3 separate regions of the Mus musculus genome follow, and regions 1 and 2 are each linked to region 3. The links are chromatin contacts, called in public ChIA-PET and HiChIP or PLAC-seq maps. All regions are on one chromosome and are shown on one strand. Each heading gives the region's core, a stretch centred on a gene start, on an enhancer-like site or on the middle of the called end of the contact. The rest is flanking DNA. Distances are from core to core; before and after follow the strand shown.

What was found. ChIA-PET counts read pairs in DNA pulled down with a chosen protein or histone mark. HiChIP or PLAC-seq counts read pairs in DNA pulled down with a chosen protein or histone mark.
Region 1: a contact with region 3 is called in an H3K27ac HiChIP or PLAC-seq map of thymic regulatory T cells, with 4 times the contacts expected there. The contact joins two enhancer-like sites. A contact is called at or near these places in 3 of 115 datasets of contacts at active chromatin or transcription factors (memory CD8 T cells, regulatory T cell precursor and thymic regulatory T cells).
Region 2: a contact with region 3 is called in an RNA polymerase II ChIA-PET map of memory CD8 T cells, with 12 read pairs. The contact joins two enhancer-like sites. A contact is called at or near these places in 2 of 484 Hi-C or Micro-C datasets (both in CD4 T cells) and 5 of 115 datasets of contacts at active chromatin or transcription factors (effector CD8 T cells, memory CD8 T cells, regulatory T cells and 1 more).

What each region holds. Positions count from the first base shown.
Region 1 is chr3:69,287,862-69,291,962 of GRCm38.p6, reverse strand. No RefSeq gene overlaps it. Among named protein-coding and RNA genes, the nearest start is that of Ppm1l, 27 kb to the left of the region's middle. Within about 2 kb of position 1,917, at least 109 of the 459 cell types and tissues checked have an H3K27ac peak or open chromatin away from gene starts, as enhancers often do. A contact at or near this core is called in memory CD8 T cells, regulatory T cell precursor and thymic regulatory T cells, where this site is marked.
Region 2 is chr3:69,168,894-69,173,306 of GRCm38.p6, reverse strand. No RefSeq gene overlaps it. Among named protein-coding and RNA genes, the nearest start is that of Gm1647, 40 kb to the right of the region's middle. Within about 2 kb of position 1,921, at least 51 of the 459 cell types and tissues checked have an H3K27ac peak or open chromatin away from gene starts, as enhancers often do. A contact at or near this core is called in effector CD8 T cells, memory CD8 T cells, regulatory T cells and 1 more, where this site is marked.
Region 3 is chr3:68,786,165-68,790,568 of GRCm38.p6, reverse strand. No RefSeq gene overlaps it. Among named protein-coding and RNA genes, the nearest start is that of Gm35584, 27 kb to the right of the region's middle. Within about 2 kb of position 2,983, at least 41 of the 459 cell types and tissues checked have an H3K27ac peak or open chromatin away from gene starts, as enhancers often do. A contact at or near this core is called in effector CD8 T cells, memory CD8 T cells, regulatory T cells and 2 more, where this site is marked.

The DNA of each region.
Region 1 (4,101 bases), core at 668-3,167, 500 kb before region 3:
GGCCATCTGGTGCCCTATAACTGTAGCTACAGACAGTTGTGAGTTATCTATCATGTGGGTGCTGGGAATCAGGCCCAGGTTCTCTGGAAGAGCAGACATTGAGCCGTCTCTCTAGCCTCAAGGTTTTATGTGTTTGTGTATTTTGCCTGCATTCATGCAGTACCCTGGGGAACCAAAGGGAACGCCAGAACCCCTGAGCCTGGACTCATAGATGGTTCTGATTAGCCATGTACATGCGATGATCCAAACATAGAGCCACTGCCTGGGCAGCAGGTGCTCCTAACAGCTAAGCTGTCTCTCCAGGCCCTTGTGATGATTTTTCTATGCGTAATTCACTTAGCTTTCATGCTTGGTTCTAATCTCTGTGGGATTCGGGCATATTATAAACATCATTTTGAACTCACCGTTTTCAAATGTGATGGAGTTGGTTGTTGTCGTTGTTGAGACAGGATCTCACTGTGTAGCTCTGACTTGCCTGGCACTCATGATGAAGACCACACTGTCCTCAGACTCAAGAGATCCACTTGTCTCCACTTCCCAAGTACTAGCACAAATGGCACACATCCATGTGCCCTGTTTGGTAGAGTATTTTAAATACTAAAATTTGTGTCTAGTTTGAAGGACCTGCAAACTGTTCACCTTACTTAACACAAATGATAACAATCACATTGACTGTTCTGATGATCAGAAAATGGTGGTTTAAGCAACTTACATTCTGACAGGTACCTATTGTTTCCGGTATTTAAACTTCACTCTTCAACAACAGATTTAGAGAATGTTTAGGCATTTGCCAATAGCCATCACAGATTTATCTTCTACTTAAAATGATGGCACATGGGAGCCAGCCAGTGGCGTTTGTAATATCACTTTCAGTACCAGACCACTCATGTTCAGATGGACACCATGTGCTCATATGCTGTTGTAAGGTCAGGTACCCAGCAGGAAAACAGACATAATGAGTACCGAGGGGTCAAAAGTGTGTGTGGGGGGGGGGGGACTTTGGATGGTAGCCCATGAGACCTTTGCTGAGCTATCCCTCACCAGCAGGCCTTTAGACCTGTCTTTCTTTCTGACTGAGCTGTGTCCATGGAGAACCAGGGAGCTCTTTACTGAGCAATTTATCCCCCTTTCATTTTTAGAAGAAATCAAAATAACAGACACGGCTGCCTAGTACATCAGTAAGCCACTTGTGGAACTCATTGATAAACATTAAAGCGGAAGATATGTTTCTGCCTTCTCTGGCCTGAAGCCCCTTTGCTGTGGTCAGCACACATGAGAGGCATGACACATCCCCCAGACTCTGGCTGCCTGAGCAAGCTTCTCTAAGCAGCAGGCATTGAAGACATCTGATGGCATCCGTGCTGGGGAGGAGGAGCTGGCCCCGGCAGATGCAGAGAGACGGCTCCTTCAGTGACTCTGACACTGTTCAATGGCACAGTTGGCAGAGGGCCCACACTGCAATCCATCTCCAAGTTTGCGCTGAGGTCAGGCCAGCTACTCACGGCCATTAGCCAAGTTCTTCGGGGATACTAAGTACCAAGACAGGCCCAGTCCCAGAGACATAGGCTGCCAGCACATGACTCTGGCTGGGGGACTTTCTGACAGGGGTCCTTAGATGCTGGGTGATCGGGGTGGAGGGGGGTTGTGACTCTTCTTCCTTCCCACCTTCCCCATTCTGAGTTAGGCTGGGTGGCAGTTTGACAGTTCTGCCAGTCTGTCTGTCTGTCTGCCTTCCAGGTTTCTCTCATGCAGGTGTTTCCTCTTAATAAAAATCCTCCACATTGAGCAGCTGACGTTATGAGACCCAGAATAAGACACCAAGTTAAAAACCACTGATTCGCCGATTGCTTGGCACTGCCCCAGAAATAGAAAGTCTGAAACCGTTGTGTGTGATCTTCGGAAAAGTCCCCAGCCAGGCGGCTGCTTTTCGATGACGATGTGCCAGCGATGACGTGCCAGCGACTCTTTACAACCAGCCTCAAATAAGCTCCGCCACATTAGCCTCTCAGCCGTGATGCAGCTAACCAGTAATTGCTCTCTGCAGCATGCACACAACGTCTTTTCTAAATAGAGCAATTGGTTTCTTCTTTACTTCCACCCTTTCCAGTGAGGACTGGAAGAGACTTGTTTTTCTGTTGCATTTTTACTTAATTGAAGGATTTGCTTATTTTTATTTTTTCCAGTGTAATTTTTTTTAATTTATTTTTTACACTCCATATTTTATTCCCCTCCCCTGCTCCTGATCCACCCTCTAACTGTTCCATATCCCATACCTCCTCCCCACCCCCTGTCTCCATGATGATGTCCCCAACCCCATCCCACCTGACCTCTAAACTCCCTGGTGCCTCCAGTCTCTTGTGGGTTAGGTACATCATCTCTGAATGAACACAGACTAGGAAGTACTCTACTGTATGTGTGTTGGGGGCCTCATATCAGCTGGTGTATGCTGCCTGGTTCGTGTTCTAGTATCTGAGAGATCTCTGGGGGTCCAGGTTAATAGAGACTGCTGGTCCTCCTACAGGATCGCCGCCCTCCTCAGCTTCTTTCAGCCTTCCCTAATTCAACAATAGGGGTCAGTTGCTTCTGTCCATTGGTTGGATGCAAATATCTGCATCTGACTCTTTCAGCTGCTTGTTGGGTCTTTTGGAGGACAGTCATGATAGATCCCTTTTTGTGAGTGCTCCATAGCCTCAGTAATAGTGTCAGGCCTTGGGACCTCCCCTTGAGCTGGATCCCACTTTGGGTCTGTCCCTGGACCTTCTTTTCCTCAGGCTCCTCTCTATTTCCATCCCTGTAATTCTTTCAGACAGGAACAATTATGGGTCAGAGATGTGACCGTAGGATGGCAACCCCATCTCTCACTTGATGCCCTGCCTTCCTGCTGGAGGTGGGCTCTGTAATTTCCCTCTCCCTACTGTCTGGCATTTCCTCTAAGGTCCCTTCCTTTGAGTCCTGAGAGTCTCTCACCTCCCAGGTCTCTGGTGCATTCTGGAGGGTTCCCCCAACCTATTTCTGGAGGTTTCCTGTTTCCATCCTTTCTGCTGGCCCTCAGGGCTTCAGTTCTTTCCCAATACCAGATCAGGTTCTTTTCTACCCCCTACTCCCCTCCCATCTGCTTTCCCTCCCATGTCCCTCCCTCCCTTCCCACTGTGATTGCTTTATATTCTCTCCCAAGTGGGACTGAGGTATCCTTACTTGGGCACTTCAGCTTGTTGACCTTTTTGAGTTCTGTGGACTGTATCTTGGGTATTCTGTACATTTTTTTTGGCTAATATTCCCTTATTAGTGAGTACGTACTATGCACGTGCTTTTGGGTCTGAGTTACTCAGTATGATATTTTCTAGTTCCACCCATTTTCCTGCAAAACTCAGGATGTCCTCATTCTTAATAGCTGAGTAGTATTCCATTGTGTAAATGAACCACATTTTCTGTATCAACTGCATGGCAGGCACATTGATTAATGGAATAGAATTGAAGACCCAGAAATAAAACCACACACTTATGGTCACTTGATCTTTGACAAAGATGCCAACAATATACAATGAGGGGAAAAAGCATCTTCGACATATGGTGCTGGTCTAACTGGATGTCTGTATGTAGAAGAATGAAAATAGACCCATATTTGTCACCTTGTACAAAGCTCAAGTCCAAGTGGATCAAGGGCCTCGACATAAAACCAGATACACTGAATCTGATAGAAGAGAAAGAGGGAAAGAGCCTTGAACTCATTGGCACAGGGGGGAATTTCCTAAACAGACCTCCAATGTTCATGCTCTAAGATCAAGAATTGATAAATGGGACCTCATGAAACTGGAAAGCTTCTGTAAGGCAAAGGACATAGTCAATAAGACAAATCGGCAACCTGCAGACTGGGAAAAAAAACTTCACTTAACCCCACATCTGATAGAGGGCTAATATCCAAAATATATAAAGAACTCAAGAAGTTAACCTCCAAAAAACCAAACAACCCAATCAAAAAATGGGGTATAGAACTAAACCGAGAATTCACAACTGAGGAATCTGGAATGGCTGAGAAGCACCTAAAGACATGTTCAAAGTCCTTAGTGATCAGAGAAATGCAAATCAAAACGCCCCTGAGAT
Region 2 (4,413 bases), core at 672-3,171, 380 kb before region 3:
GATTTACTTAATTTTATGTGCATGAGTGTTTTGCCTGCATGTATGCATGTGCACCACATGGTGCCTATGGAGGTCAGGGCATCCAAGAAGGTGTTGGGTCCTCTGGAGCTAGACTTACAGGTGGTTGTGAGCCACCACGGGGGCACTTGAAACTGAACCCGGGTCCTTTGCAAGAACAAGTACTCTTGTCTTCCCTCTCTCCAGCCCCTACTCTGGATATTTGTAGGTCTTTATGAGAGCTGTCATCGGGAGTTTAAGCATCTCTCTGGATCACCTTTCTTGCCATGCAGCCTTTTGCTTCAATGTGGTGTGAGAAGTTGAACTGAGAGCTAACTTTGAAACCCGTTCTCACAGGCCTGAAAGTCAAGTAATGTGCAGCTTACCTGTGATAGTCTGGTGAGCTCTCTTCTCTTAAGTTTATTTTCCACTTCTGGGGGTTAAACTGTGGGTCTTCTGCCTGCTATATTCTTTCTCTCTTTGAAGACTAGTCAAGTTTTCAAATCAGAAGGAACAGAAAGTGTTAATTGATTCTCTCCATTTTTTTTGTACAATGTATAAAAGTGTACAATGGAACTTAAAGTGTTGTGGTAGTTGCTTCCATAGTTTAAGACATTTTCTCCCCATTTGCAGAAAAAAAAAGTTCATTTTCTAGGAATCAATAAATGCAGCACCATGGAACTCTTCATTTCTAATACAACTGATCCTTGAAAGTTAGCCATCTAACCTTCATATGCCCTGGAAATCTGTTTGCTGAGGGCTACTTCCATTCGAGTACTACTTTGAATGTCCACATTAACTAGACACTTTTAGTTATCAGGCTGAGTAGAGCGCCAAGGTCTTTCCAGAATTCATTGAAAATTCTCCTCCTTATGTTTTTCATAAAGGAAATGGGGGACATCTGTACTTTGTCATTTACATGTTTATTAAGGAAGACCAAGTTATTTCGGCCTTGTGCCCTGATGCCTGGAGCTCATTGCAACAACAGAGTACCTTTTATACTTACAATAGTAAGTGAAGATATACGTTAGTCCAGAATTATCTGAGTTAATAAATTTACAGTGTTGGGGCCTGAGGGATGCTGCATGGTTTCTAATGCAAACTGCTCTTGCAGAGGACCTGAGTTTGGTTTCTAGCACCCATGTCAAGTGGCCCACAACATGTAACTCCAGCGCCAGGGAGGTCCAACATATCTGACCTCCTTCCACAAAGATACACACATAATTTAAAAATAACAAAACAGATCTTAAAACTTATAGTGTTAAATTACCACCTGTCAGAATTTAAACAAATCAATGCTTTTTTTTATAAATTAAAAGAGATATCTTATACCTTTAGACTGGCAAGAAGATGTCACATTCAAGGCTAGCCTGGGCCACATAGAGAGACCCTATCTCAGAAAACAAAACCAACTAAAGTCCCTGTTGGGGGCTGAAGGTTAGGGCCATGGCTCAGTGGATAAGACTCCTTGCTGCACAAACATAGAGATCTGAGTTCAGATCCCACAACCAGGCAAAAACTGGACAAGGTTCCGAGTCCCCAGAGCTATGGGCGTGGAGATAGGAAGATTGCTGGCGCTTGGTGACAGTCAGGCTGTCTCCAAGGTCAGTGAGAGACACTGTTACAAGACAGAGACCCTGATCAATAAGGCAGAATCCCCAGTCCTATGTGTATGTGTGTCTATCTTCACCATTCTCTCTGTCTCTGTCTCTTTCTCTGTCTCTGTGTATTTCTCTCTCACCCCAACTCTCTCCCCTCTGTGTGTACGTATGTGTGTAAAATATATTGCTTATTTTCCACAAGATTTATTGTACATCTTCTTTTAAATAAATAAAAAGAAAAGAATTCTATGAAGATGGTAATGAAATGTCTCAAATGAGCAGAGAAGACAGAGAGCAAAGAGGAAGTGATGAGATCAGAGGCTGGGGTGAGGGGGAAACTGCGGGTGTGCAAGTTCACAGCAGCAGAGCTGGCACAGCAAGCTCAGAAAGCCAGCGGGAAGCAGGCAGCCAGCTCCACTCTTTCCCTGGCAATCTTCCTGATAGTCCGGTCCAGTTGGTGCTGAGCTCAGGAACCCAGAGAGACCCAGTTTGGTGTTTGAGGGGAGTCACTGAAATCTGAAAATGCAGCGTTGACTACCTCTCTCTAAAGCAAGTGATGCAGCTATCTGGGTCCAGTGTGGCCAGTGGGGAGTAGAGAGAAGCAGAGCCACTCAGGGCAAATCTATTTCCCTGCCCTTCCAGAAGCTCACTACAGTGCTGTCGGATTTTCTCAAATGAAACATGTTTAGAAACATACACACTGTGGTGCCCATTTCCCTTCACGCATGGTGGGACCGATTCACATTCAAAAGCTACCTGGAAAAATTTGCTCCGGTTGTTAGTACCAATTTTAATAATTCCTGCAGTTTAAGTGACCCCAAACAGTACTCTAGAGGCAAACATTAAATAAGAACTGAAAACACAGTTTACATCGCCTTCCGTGTTAGAAGCTCGTAATTAGACAATGTTTAATTGAGATGTCCCTCAGGTTGGTTGGTCTTAAACTCTATATGTAGTTGAAAATGATCTTGAATTCCTGATCCTTCTGCCTCCATTTCCAGGGTGAGCCAGCACACCTAGTTTTATGAGGTGTTGGGGATCGAACCTAGTGCTCTGAGCACGCAAGGCAAGTGTTCCACTGACCTTCATTCTTAGCCTAGTATTTAAAGTTTTAAAAACCTTGGCAGCTTCTGTTGTTCTACTGATCCAATGATGCACACAGCATAGGTCTTCTCTCTCTCTCATGAATGAGAAGTTATAAAGATCTGAGTAATTAACTTGATGGTCAAAGAGCAGACAGCTAGCTAAGCCAAGCTGATGTCAGCTCATGGCTCTGTTATTGCCTTCCACTTTTTCCCCACGTTGGCCTTTGGGAATCTCAACTTGCCAGTCATCCAGCATCGTTTTATAGGAGCAATGCTCCAAGTTTGCCTGGAGTGAAGGAAGATTTTGAAACCTCAAAGGAGTGGACTGTGCCTCTCCCAGGAGCAGGAAGTCCACTCTTACAGCTCTGCCTGTCTTCATCAGATGCTGTGAAGCAATGGGAATGCTCTCTCTCTCTCTCTAACTTTTTTTTTTGTTGGTTCCTTGTGAATTCCACATCATGCACTCCAACCCCACTCATCTCCCCCTCCCTCGTATCCGCCCTCTACCCCTGCTACCTCCCCCCTCTAGCAAAGAAGATAATCTCATTGTAGAAGCTATAGTGTGTCACAGTGGGTCCCACCGTACACCCTTTAGTCCACACTTCTTTGCTTGCACATGTTCAACGCAATGACTCGTTGGTCTGGTATGAGGCCTCTGACTTCTGCTGCATTAGCAATACTGGAACTTCACTGGGACTCCTCTCAGACATCCTGTTGTTATCCTGTGTCATGAAGAGTCTGCAGTTTTGGATCTGGAGGTCCAACCTCTTCATGTACTTCAGTAATTCATCAGTGGGGTAGATGTTGGGGTAGGCCAGGGAATTGACTCTTTTTACAACCTCATGAAACTCTGGATTCCAGGGAAGGTAAAAGAAATTTCTTACCTGACATGTAAAAATTCTTCAACAAAATATTTTGTTTGCTATCCTGACATTTGCTTTAAAAGAGGTGGGGGAGGGGGGTTAGATGTGCAGGCAAAGACATACATGTCCAGGGCATAGGGATGGCCCCCGCCCCCACAAATATGTTGAGGATCAGTTATGAGCACACAAGGCATTATTTAAGCTTGTCTATATTAGTATGCTTGCAATCTATAGACTAAAATGTTAATAAATTGACAAAATAAATGGAGAAATCGGAGATGGTTAAGATGTAGCTAGGTAATGGTATTTGTCAAACATCCTAGTGATCTCTGTTTTGACCCTCGGAACTTATGTCAAGGCTGAAGAGCTGATTCCACAAAGTTGTACTCTGACCACTGAACATGCATTATGACATGGGACTCCTGTCCAAATAATAGATTCAGAAAATTCAAATGAATAAATAAATACTGTTAAATCAAAGCCAGACTATGGAAGAAAAATGGAGTATTTCAAGTTAGAAGACCATAAGCATAATTATTTAGGGGTAGGCTAGCTTATTTTAATTCTTAGGTCTTAAGAGACTGTCATTTGAACACAAATGATTTCTGTCTAAGAAAATTGTCTGTCTGACTCAGGGAGTGGTAGTGGTGTCCCCCATCAGGGATACAGGGACAGAGGTCCTGGCTATATTCAATGTGTGGTTGCCAAGGTCATTTGATATGCCCCATGCCTGGCCTAGAAGAGAACGAAAGCAGCACAGTGACAAGTCTTGAGAAAGCTCTGTCCAGATGGGCCTTAGGTCTGCATCCGTGAAACAGCTGCAAGAAAAGCTGGGCAATGTGGCTGAGGCGTGACAGGTGCCACGGT
Region 3 (4,404 bases), core at 1,734-4,233:
CTCTTCTGGTATACACTTACGTCACATTAGAAGAGAAGACAGGGCAAACTGACCTTACAACAAAATAGCATTCCTTTATTAAAGGAGTCATGCTGTTGTTCAGCAAACACCAGTGTCTGTCTAGTCAGCATCAGACACCATGCCAGGACCAAGAACGAGGAAAAGAAATGGGGCAGATGAGGTAGCACAATAGGGGAATCTGATCGCTAGTGAGGGAGAAATAAGAGAAGAAATAAATGAGCTAGTATATTACGGATACTATGTATAATAAAGGTAAGGAGATAGAGAACTGCGATAGGATTTGTTTCGAGTTTAGGGATGGCTATTTGGCTAGGTACAGTCTCCATTGATCTCAATGCCTGGATAAGTCCAGTGACGTGAAGGTCCAGAGAATGGGAGTCCCAGGCAGTTGGGCACTCTCATGCACAGGCCTTGTGATAAGACTGTGATTCGAAGAACAGAGGGCAAGTCAGTGGGAGAGAAAGGGGCTGGAACGTGAAGGCAGGACAACGAATCGAGACAAGATGAAGGCAGGACAACGAATCTCAACAAGATGAAACCAATGGGCAGAGGTTGTCTCGTGGAGTCTCTTGGGTCTAGCAAAGAGTTATATTCTTCTCAAAGAGAGCTTGGAGGTCATCTGGTACAGGCTTTACTGTTTTTCTTCCTCAGAGACCCTGGTTTTATGCAAAACCCAAGGAAATCACAGAGAGGAATGCTCTACACCCCACTCTGGATCCCCACTCCTACCCAGTTCGCCTCTCCTTATCCATTTAGCACATTCTAGTTCAGTGTAAGCATTAGCCGCTCTGTGGTTTCACAGCTGTGTCCTGTTAAAGACAGCTAGAAAGTCTATCACCCCACCACCAGAAGGCGGGACTTACTCCCTCGCCTTGCTTCTGGGTTGATCCTATGACTGAGTTAACCAAAGGATGTAACAGAATCAAGACGGACAGCTTCCATTTCCTCCTCAACAGATGGGCTCTTGCAGCCTCAGCTGCTATCTAAGACGTACTCTTGCCCTGTTGGAAACTGCACAGGAAAAAGGAAAAACCCAGGAAGAAACAGACAAGAATCCCCGAGAGACTGACTGTCCAAAGCCAAGCTGTACCAACGACTCTAGCTACCACCGTGGCCATCCTGGTGGTGGTGAAAGGTGCTGGCATTCTATCTCCAGCCCACACGGCACTGAGCAGAAACACACCAATCCTGGACACCTTGTTGTGAACCTTCGAGTGGTATCCACAGGAAATGGTGGCTGTTTTCATTCCCTTTGTATTGGGTGGGTTGTCGGACTGCTATATAGATCACTGGAGAAAAACTTTGAACAGAGAGTTGGAAAAATAACTTCTCTGAGCAAGATCAGTGAGTGGCTTTCCAAGAAAATCAGATAGCTCAGCTCGGGCAGCAGAGAGGTAGTGGGGAAGGGCAGGTTACCAGACTTCAGAGAAGGGCTGGCCTGAGATGGAGTCACAGTTTTACCTACATTCTGAGCTTTCTTGGTTCATTCCTTAGAGGCTTCATGTCAAATGCTAAAGTGCAGGGGGCTTGGTTAGGAGTCCACTTGGAGAGGCAATATCCTGCCACTGCTGGAGTCCTTGGCAAACAGGTAGGTGTAGAGGTAGAGATATGGCTCAGGGCTTAAGTGAGCCTTCCAGAGGACTCAAGTTGGGTCCCCACCACCCACATCAGGTGACTCACAGCCACCTGTGACTCCAGCTCAAAGGGATCTGATCCCTTCTTCAGACTTCCATGGGCAGGTACACGTATGTCATATATTCACACAGACAGGCACATATACACAGAAATAAAAGGAATGAATGAATGAATGAATGTTTTGGTGGTGTAGGGAGTGGACCTGCTATACAAATGCACTGACTGATGAGCTTCCATGAGCTAGGTTCACCCAGTCCTTCACACAACTGCATTTGTATTGAGGGCCTTTTCCCCGTTAATTCTCAGCTACTGATCAGAGCAAAAGCAAGTACTCCCCTAGCCGAGCCCCTTCTTATCTTAGCTCATGCACCCTCTTCGTCTTGCATGTGTGCTTGTCTTTGATTTCTGTTTCTCCTCCTAGCAGACAGAAGAGAACTTTAGGCTCAGAGTACTCAGCGAGCATCAGGAGACTTGAGAGACTCTCGATGCGATCCCTTCACATCTGTTAGTTTTTCTTGTATTTCTTTTTAAGGGCCTATTGCTTGCTTCTTTTTGAGTTTGATATAAAGATTTTCCAGAAAAGAAAGGAAATGAGCTAGTTTTTAAAATTATATTGGGTACCAGAAATGGTACAAGTGGTACAATTTGACAAGACTAGGATGAGGTCCCAGGTGACTGGCACAAAATGCTGCCCCATTGACCGATGTCATCCAAGCTTTGTCTATGGGCCTCACTTTGAGCTGTCAGAATCAGGAGAAGCTGACAGAGCCCCTGAGTGTGTGTACTCTCCTCCTGTGTACACTACAGTAGCCTTGAACTCAGCAGAGAGAGGATGGGGTACCCGGAGGGGTTAACAGGGTCGACCCTAAGCCCGTAATGTGCAGTTAGTTGGTAGATCCCTCAACAGTGGCCCTGGAGCCTCCACACCTGTCCTGGGACTCCTGCCCAGGCCTTGTGTCGGCTCAGCTCTCTCTGACCTTCCCCCTGTCTGCAGCTCCTGCCTCCCTAATGCGCTCAGCACTTTTAGCTGTTCTGTGATAGTCTCTGAGGGCGCAAGGATGAGAGCCTTGCCGAAAATGTGCATCTTCTGCAGAAAAGGGCCACAGAACACTTAGAGAGGAAAAAGGGCAAAAGATCAAAGCGGTCTGGAACAGAAAGGGGAAGAAGGGGCTATAAAATTTGAATGAAGAGCCTGGAAAAAGCAGGGATAAGGTAGAAAAGGCTTTGTTTGTAGTCAGAGCAAAGAGGAGACAGGGGAGGAGGAGGAGGGGAGCCCTTCCAAGGAAGAGGCTTCTTAAAAGCTTGTGATGTTGATTTCCTCTGATCAAAGCATCCCAGCTTACCCACACTGTTGATCTCCGGTGCTGAACGAAACTGACATTTTCTTCTGGCACATACTGTTTCTGTGGCCCCTTCATCTTCCTGGGTGTCACCTCCTCTGGGAAATCTCAACTCACAGAATCTAAAACAGAACTCTTCCTTGCTCTCTAGTTCTGATCTCTCCCTGGGTTTCTTTATTATTTGTCAAGGGTTGATTTCATTTAGTCATTGCTGACTGACATTAGATAGTAACCCCACAAAGGCAGGCACTTCTCCAGTCAGCTTTGTTTCCGCATCCAGACAGACTTCAGGAAACAAATGTCTGGAGAACTAATCCCACCAGTTAATGTGTCAAGGCTCCCTACATGTCTAAGACAATAATACTGGGAATGAACGATGGATCAGACAGGAAATGCCCCTAATATTTTATATAACATGACTTGTTTCAGAGGGCTCGCAGTGTGCTAGACACTCTATATGTTGTGCTTTATTTAATAACCAGAGGCACTGTGCAGGTATAACATACTAAGCAGCAGGTGCTACACACACTGACTTACCTAAGCAGCACAGAGAGATTAAAGGCTGTGAAGAGCTGAGAGCCAGGAAGCTGCAGAGGCTCAAATCATACAAAGGTGGGAGTGGCTTACTCCATAGCCCAATCCTGGAGCAGTGCTCTCTTAGCATCCTACTGTGAGCACAGCAGAGTAGTAATGATCTTTGTTGTCCAAACATCCTTTAGTGGGACTGAGGACCTGGGTCCAGGTAGGGCCCCGGGGAGAATCTAGTTTTCTTTTAGGTTGCCATCTGACGGATATCTGGTCCAATGTTCATCTATCTAGGGCATGAGAGAAGGGCAGGGCAAAGGAGAGCTTCCCTGAGAGGAATCCATGGGGAAGTTTACAGAATCCAGGAAGCAGGTGGAGAGTTTCATGGAGCCATGTTCCCTCTTGTGTTCATGGGTGTATCCATGTCCTACGAGCATCAGCCCTATGGGGTGGTAACAGGCTGGGACTTCTTGCAAAGCTCTCCTGGGCCGAATAGTTCTCTGTGAGCTTTCGTCTTAGGTGAGAACTTATGGCAGTAACAGAGCACTCTAGTGTCTGTGCTCCTGTTTGTCGGCCCTCAGGGCTGTCAGTTGTCAGAGTCACATTTTCCAAGTTCACAGTTACAAGATAGAGGCTGGTCTCTTGACTGAGCCCAGCTACTGCAGCAGACTTTCACGGGGCTCACCACTGAGAGGGAGTTCAAGTTTACCTGTGACAGACAGCAGCTTGAGAACCATCTCAGAGGGTGTGTCTTCCTAACGCTTGCTTCTCTGCTTGCTAAATCCGTTCTGACTCCTCCAAGTGCCAACATCCATCCATCACTCCCTTCCAGTATTTACCATGTCTACCTTAGTGTGCATGGGCAAGGCACGGGCAAGGCTTT